2 separate regions of the Sus scrofa genome follow, and region 2 is linked to region 1. A link is a contact called in public HiChIP or PLAC-seq data. All regions are on one chromosome and are shown on one strand. Each heading gives the region's core, a stretch centred on a gene start, on an enhancer-like site or on the middle of the called end of the contact. The rest is flanking DNA. Distances are from core to core; before and after follow the strand shown.

Region 1 (3,694 bases), core at 327-2,826:
ACGTAGCGGGCCATGGCCGCGACATCGTCCCTCTCAGGGTCCACAGTAATGAAGAGGGGCTGCACCGGGGGCAGGCCAGGCTCCGCCTCCAGCTGCCGCACCACCTGCACCAGCTTCTCCAGCTCATCGGGGCAGATGTCTGGGCAGTGAGTGAAGCCAAAGTATATCAGCACCCACTGGCCCCGAAAGTCAGCTTTGCAGCGAACTTGGCCTCGGTGATCCAGAAGACTGAAGTCGCCTTGGCCCACAGCGGCCCGGCGCAGGGCCTCTGTCCGCTGTTGCTGCCGCCACTGCTCCTTCTCCGCCCTCAAGGCCAGCCAGGCTCCACCCAGCCCAGCCCCAATCAAGGCTGTGATCAGCAACCTAGTTTGCAGCCGAGGGCCCCGGGGCTGGCCTGGCTTGCCGGTTTCTGCAGGGCCCTGCCTTGCTAAGAGCCGGTATCTCACCTGCCCGGCCTCAGCTCCCTGGATCCTAGGGAGGGCCAGAGGCCTGAGCAGAAAGAGCCCGTGCCAAGCCTTGGGTGCCCGAGCCAGCATGGACCTGATGCTCCTGGAAAAGAGCAGAGGCGTCAGAAGCCAGAAGGTGCCTTGGCCTCCTGGGTTGTCCATCATTCTGGAGAGACCTGCCACCACCTCAAGGCCCAACCCTATGAGGGCTCTGCTGTCAGCAGCTGCTCAGCCAGCCCCCGCCATCACTCACACATGCTTCGCCTCTGAAACCTCAAACTCCAGCTTAGGCGTCATCAAACATCCACAACTGTCCCTCCTGTCCTTTAACGGGAGAACCTCAGTCTAACGAGCCCAGCGCTCGGCAGCACCTGGGGGTCTGAGCTGACGGAAGCGTTCCAAGCGCCTGCCTCCTCCGGGTTCCTGAGCGTATCTATGTTTGCAATAAACTTCTACTTCTTGAAAGGAGGTGGGTGAGCCTCTCGCTTCAACCCCCAAAAGACCAACTTCTCCGCCCCTTTTGCAGCCTTTTCCCTCTGAGGCCACTTCAACCGCGCTGTTTTGGCTCCCTCCCCCGCACTTAGCGGTAACCCGGTGCCACCCGCACCGCAGCCTCCAGTTACCCGCGGGCTCCACGCCCCCTCCAGTCCTTCGCTCGTTGAACCTGCCGGGCCCGCAGCCACCCTGGAGTAGCAAAAGGTTTCCACTTGCCTCCAGCCCACCTTCACAGCTGGGCATCCCACCGCAGCTCTGGGGTCGTGGCCCACGCCCTGCTGTGGCTTCGGTGGCCTCCGTTCCTCTCAGGGGCCCCTGGAGGTTTGTTAGGCGGAGATCTTAGGACTCCCCCTCACCTGTTCGACTGCTGCTACTGGGAGGATCTCTCGAAGACTTCTGAACGTCCGGCCTGCGCCCGGTCCGACGGTTCCTGGACTTGGGAGGGCTGGATGACCTTGGTCACGTCTCGTAACCTGTCTGTACCAGCTTCCTCCTTTACAAAATGCGCTCTAAGCGATGTACGAGATGGGCCTGCAAATGCAGCCAGCTTGTAGACGTTTGCAGGGCGCCGGCACAGGCGGATCTCCCGGGCCCCCAGCGCGCCGCACCGTCCCGCGAGTCTGAGGAGGGGAACCGGAAGGCAGCTCTGGGCCCCCGCCCCTCTCGACGCCAGCGCGCATGCGTCAACGGCGCCGCGCTCGCGCGGAAGGGCGTAAAGCGGGCCCGGCTGCTGCGCGTGCGCATGCGCCAGAGGTGGCTGGCCGGCCGGAAGCTACGTGACGGGAGGCGGGGTTTTTCTGGGGCGGCCCCCCCCACGCTGGCTGCTGTCTTAGTTTGCCCGGCCCCGGGTGCCGGGCACCGGAAAGGATGCGCGCCTCCTGAGCTTCGTTGCTACGTGTCGACTGGCGCGCACGAGGGGACGGGGAGTGAGGAGGGGCCTGGGCTGGGCGCGGGTAGGGGATCTCTGCCCTTTCCCTGTCCCCTCACCGAGCCTGGTGACGGGTGACCGGGTCCGGCAGCACAGGTGCTCACCAGTGCTCTTGCCGGCTCCAGGGCCTGTGTCTCTCTTACTTCCTGTCCATCGAGAGAGCAGACAAGCTGTCCACGCCATCTTAGGGGGGAGGTTAAGGGGTCTGGAAGTGATGGAGTGATGGAGCTCCCGAAGCTTCCTGGGAGATGTGGGGAACGCTGGCTGACTCGGATCAGTCACGAGGGGTCGGGGGACCTGGCTATGGAAGTCCCCATGTGATAGGATGACATGTGCATCCGTCTGGTCACCCTCTTGAGTGAGTTGTCAGGCGCCCTGTGGTGTGGAACAGTGATCCTGGGTTTGGGTCAGATCACCTGTGATTGTGTGTGATTGGAGATCAGGGGTTTTTAACATGCGGGAGGGGGATGCTGGAGTCTGGGGTCAGGTCACCTGTGATGAGGGACGGGCTGTCAACCCGGGCGTATAGGATTCCATCCACAGGTACCACCCTCCTGTTCTGACCCATGACACAGCAGCCCACTTGCCCAGCAGCCCTTGCATTTGGCCAGCTTCCCCACCTCAGGGCTCCAGTGACCCCATCACTAACGCTGAACAAAGAGTCATCAGCAACCTTGACAAATTCCAAAATCGCAATTCTGATAGGTCTTCACTAATGACTCATCAAGGATATGGATCCCTGTCCTGTGGCCCCCAGTTATTTTGTCCAAGTTCCTATTGACAGCAATCACTTTTCCCTTGATAACGGTGACCAAAGTCCAATGACTCATGAATAACTGATCAGTATCTTCCTTAGTGATCCTCCAGAGATTCTGGCCATTTTTGTCATCAATAACCCAGCTGTATTATCAATCGGTGGCCTACCTGTCCCTGCTCTGGGCGCTGAGTGACAGCGAATCCATGAATAGACTCCAGTTTCTCCAAGGTGCCCTCCATGTGTCCAGACCACGTCTGCTAATTTCTGGTACATGCTGGGCCAAGTATGCATGCCGAGTACACATGCACAGCCACCTCCCCGCCCTCACATTTCTCCTCACCCTCCCTGGTTAGGACTTCAGCTGAAGTTAAGCATTTACTAAGTAGAATAGTGGGTGTCCAGCTGGGGTGGGAATGGAGAAATGTCTTGGGAGTTCCAGCTATGGCACAGCAGGTTACGGATCCAGCATTGTCTGTGTGGCGGCGAGGGTTCGATCCCTGGCCCGGGAACTTCCATATGCCGTGAGTGTAGCCTAAAAAGAAAAAGAAAAGAAACTGTCCTGATTTGGGATGGGGGGTGTCAGTGTAGGAGTAGATGGGTACCTGTCATTGGGGACATAAGTCTGGGGGAATGGAGGGAGAGCAGAACCTAGCTCTTCGCTGGGAGTTCTGAGCCGGGGTGGGGGGGAAAGGGCCTGACGGGGAAGGGGGATCTGGATGACTTGGTTCTGTTAATGGTGGCTGATGGGAAGGGAGGGCCAATTCTGTCCTGGGGGGGATGAGAAGCCAGGGTCCCACCTTTGGAGGCTCTGTCTGGGCCAGGCTTGAGGTTAGGAGCCGGCTTCTGTGGTCTGTAGAGGAAGTGTCTTCTAAACTTGCAGCCACAGGCAGCCAGGGCAGGTGCCAGGACCCTGCCCCGGGGCCATGTTTGTCCTCAAGCTACTGGCACCAGGCTTCAGGCCACTCCAGCTGCTGTGCTGCTGTCACTCCAGATGGCCAGGAGCATGGCCTTTAGGCACAGGTAAGGTGTTGTGGGCAGCACAGGGGGTGTTCCCATAGCGGTGGGCTA
Region 2 (3,694 bases), core at 372-2,871, 220 kb before region 1:
AGCCAGGCTGCAAGGCACCAAGCACTGGGCAGAATGGACCAGGCCAGTGCCGGAGGCAGCAGTGGCAGCCAGTAGGATGCTGGCACCCGCCCAAGTCCCCAGAGGAGTGGGTGGGCGGGGGTGTCCCCAGGGCACGCACCGGATGGAAGTAGACGGCGTCGAACTGTCTGGATAGGGCCTGGAGCTCCTCAGTGCTCAAGGCCTGGGTTCCCCGCAACAGGGCCACGTACTCGGGGCTGCAGAGAGGCAGGCGGCAAGGCAGGGTCACCAGGAGGAGCAGGTATCGGACGGAGGAAGGGCGCCTGGACCCCAATGGGACTGCCCACCTCATTTCTCCCTCACCCACCCATCCCGTGGTGAAAGTGAGGTGTGTGGAGGAGGCACTGGCCGGCTGGGGCAGGCCCAGGTCCTCGCAGGAATGCTCGGGGCAGGCGGTCCCCCGCGGACCTGACCTGTGCACCAGGCCCAGCTCCGCCTCCGAGGCCTCTCGGGCTACCAGCCGCAGGCACCTCTGCTCCAGGCCGCGCTGCCGCAGGCGCTCCAGAGCTGTGGTCAGACGCTCAGGACGCTCGATCTCGCACTCGGGGCTGAATGGACAGGGAGCTCAGAGCCCGGAGCCCTCCGCGACCCCCCCTCGGCCAGGTCCCACTTACTCGTCCCACAGCAGCCGCGCAGCCGTCATGTCCTCGTGGTACACCAGTGCGGTCCCCATGGCCCGGCCGCGTTCACTCTGGGGCCGTCCTCTGCGGGCTGGGCAGGACGCTACCGCTCACAGGCAGGTGAGGGCACTGCCCGTCCCACTCTGCAGCCCAACGCCTGGGGCCGGGGCCGCGGGCACAGACGGGAAGGAGGCCGCAGGCCCCAGCGGGGAAGGGTTGACAAGGTGTCTCTGGGACTCGGCTTCCGGCTTCCTCGTCCTGGGACCTGGAACCGCCCCGCCTCCGGCTGCCGCAAGCCCCGCCCCCGCGCGGCGCGGACCGCCGGGCCGGCGCCGGGGCCCTGCCCGCCAGCCGCGGCTCCACCTCCTGCTCCGGCCGCGGGCGGCGCCCCGCGGGCCGTGGTGCTCCTGCAGAGGTGGGAGCGGAAGGGCGCGAGGACCGAGAGCCAGCAGGCCCAGGCTCCTGCGGACTGTCGCGGCGGCCCCACCTGCACGCTGTGCCCACGCGGCAGCCCCGCGCGGGTCCTTGCCCCTCCGCCCCAAGCCTCTCCCAGGCCCACTCTGACCGCGCAGACCGCTGGTCGGACACGTCAGTAGCCCATCGCGCCCAGAGCCGCCCTAGAGCCCCCGGCCGGGGCTCAGGGAAGAGCTGGGCGGGCAGGCCACGAGGAGGAGGACCCTTGCCCGGGGCTTAGCGAAGCGCGGGCTGCAGCGCAGCGCTGCCCCCCGAGGATCCAGAGAGGAGGAGCGTGTCCGATGTAAGCTCCGGGAAGACCCCTGGCCAGAAAGTGGACGAGTCGGAGGGTCAGGGCTGTGCAGAGAAGCTGGACGGGAGCGGCACGGCGCGGGGGAAGGCGGCGCGGAGGCCGACAGAGGGAGGGTTTGGGCTAGGGCTGCAGCAGTGAGTGAACGAACGAGGCCGCAATGGAGGAGGCGCGGGCACAGCCCAGAGCAACATCTTTAGACAGAAGGAAACGGGTCGCCCAGGACCTGAAAGGGCTCCGGGGGCGGGGTCCTGGCCTTGGAGGCGGAGCCCCGAGGGCGGGTCTCTTGAAGGCGGGGCCTAGGGTCCTGGAGGCGGGGCCTAGGGTCCTGGAGGCGGGACCTTGGGAGCCAGAGTGGCCGTAGTCGCGTTCTTCAGCCGCCGTGGCCCTCCCTACAGGGAAGCTCTCCACCGTGAGATGGATGCAGAAGGAGGCCCTGACAGGGCCCCGCTGCCCGTGGCCCGCAGCCCCGCGTACATCGCCACCGTCCTGGCTGTCTTGGCGGCTAGGAAGCAGGTGCTGACTTGCCTTCCTGAGTACATGCCCTCGAAGGCGGGGCCTGCGGCAGACGGGCCAGCCGGGGTCGCTGAGAGCCGAGGGTCTGGGCCGGGCTCCGTCAGAGGCACAAGAGGCCTCCTGGGCAGAGAAGGCCGGTGTCCACTGTGGCAGCTCCTCGGACCGGATTTGGCTGGATCAACTGTGCGTCCATTTGAGTCCCAAGCCGGGAGAAAGGAGCAGGCCTAGCCCGGCTTCACGTGCACCTGCCAGGAGAGCAGGTGGGAGGAGCCAAGGCAAAGCCCAAGGGTGGCCAGTAACCCAGCTGCCAGCCCTCAGAGGAGGAACAGCGGGCAGACAGCAGCGGTGGCTCACTGATGGTGGTGGGGCATGGCCCGGCAAAGGGCAGGAAAAAAAACACCGAACCTAGTTTTCTGCTAAGGCACAGGCGTCTCAAGACACCAGAGGTGCCTGGAGGGGTCTACTGTGACCACCCCCCAAAGCCTGGCCTTGGAGAGTGCAGGGAGTCCTAACATCTGGAGCCGAGATCCACGTTGAACCCTGACACACACACACACACACACACACATGCACACACACACACACACCCGCCCCCGTCAGCCTCCGGCTCCAGGATCTTAGAGGAAAGCCACCCTACAAGAGGGGCAGAGCCAGGCCGTGAGGTGGGGGCTCCAGACTTGGGGCTCATGGCACAGGATGGGGTGCACCAGCTTTGTGACCTGGGAGGGAAGGGGTCCCCAGTGGCTCAGGATGGCCCAAGGCTCCCAGGCCAGCCTCCATACTCTGCACGGGGCTGCAGCTCAAAAACCTAAAGCTGAAGACCTACCCCAAGAATCAGCAGGCGAGGCAGAGCAGGAGAGAGAAAGGGTTTATTTCCTCCAGCCGAGTGGCCACGCCACGTGGCCGATGTACATTCCAGGCTGGGGATGCAGAGGTGTCCCTGAGTCATCACCTGTGCCCTCCCTGTCCTTCCTCTCAGCAATGGCATAAGCCAGGCCTCGACCCTAAACCCCTCCCCCCTCACAGGCTCCGAGGCTTCTTGCTGCACCCTGGAGGAGCAGACCACTGCTCAGGGGGCCAGAGGCCAGCCCCAGGTCAGGTGGGCATCCCGTCCAAAAAGGCCAGGTGCTCCTCCAAGGAGAGGCTGAGGTGGGGCCTGAGAGCAGGAGAACAAGCTTGTGGGAGGGGCTCCAGGGAACGAGGGCACTCCCAGGACACGAGCCCCAGCCAAAGCCACAGGGGAAACCAGGACGGCCCTTCCAGGGGGAAGCCCCAGCCAGGTTCCAGGGGTCTTCACAGGGCCGTTTCCTTGGAGACCTTGGTCCCCAGCTGCTGGGGAGGCTTGAAGCTGAGCACCTCTTTATACGTGACACCTGGGGCAGGGTGGGAGTGACAGAGTTACGCGAGACGGGGCCCCTCAGCCCTCAGACAGCTCCCCTCACACCATCCCTGCTGAGATGGTCGCCAGCCACCAAGACGAAGCCCCGGGCCCAGCTCCCTGGTGCTCACCCCGACCAGCCAGAAGTCCCGTGGGGTTCCACTCAGGGTGAGGGTGGGAGTGGGGGTGGGGAGAGCTCCCAGGCCCAGGGCACAGGCTTTGAGCCACTGACCTAGGGGCTCCCCACCCCTAAAAACGACAGGGTCAGAGGTCAGCAGGTGGGCTCCTTTGTCCCACACGTGCAGGGGCATCCTAAGTCACAGCCACTTTCAGCCCACCCGTGGCCAGCCACAGGGACTGTCCCCCTACCCACGGCCC

The links. HiChIP or PLAC-seq counts read pairs in DNA pulled down with a chosen protein or histone mark.
Region 2: an H3K27ac HiChIP or PLAC-seq map of alveolar macrophages shows a contact between it and region 1. The contact joins the promoter of HDAC10 here to the promoter of SCO2 in region 1. A contact is called at or near these places in 1 of 5 promoter capture datasets (liver), 1 of 47 Hi-C or Micro-C datasets (epiblast stem cells) and 1 of 2 datasets of contacts at active chromatin or transcription factors (alveolar macrophages).

The regions. Positions count from the first base shown.
Region 1 is chr5:218,683-222,376 of Sscrofa11.1, reverse strand. It overlaps SCO2 (SCO cytochrome oxidase deficient homolog 2 (yeast)), which reads right to left and starts at 1,576. Exons shown (of 2, transcript NM_001206377.1): 1 at 1,298-1,576; 2 at 1-549. The coding sequence starts at 536.
Region 2 is chr5:437,069-440,762 of Sscrofa11.1, reverse strand. It overlaps HDAC10 (histone deacetylase 10), which reads right to left and starts at 1,621. Exons shown (of 17, transcript XM_021091340.1): 1 at 654-1,621; 2 at 453-587; 3 at 140-236. The coding sequence starts at 712. It overlaps MAPK12 (mitogen-activated protein kinase 12), which reads right to left. Exons shown (of 12, transcript NM_001025224.2): 12 at 2,793-3,311. The coding sequence ends at 3,232.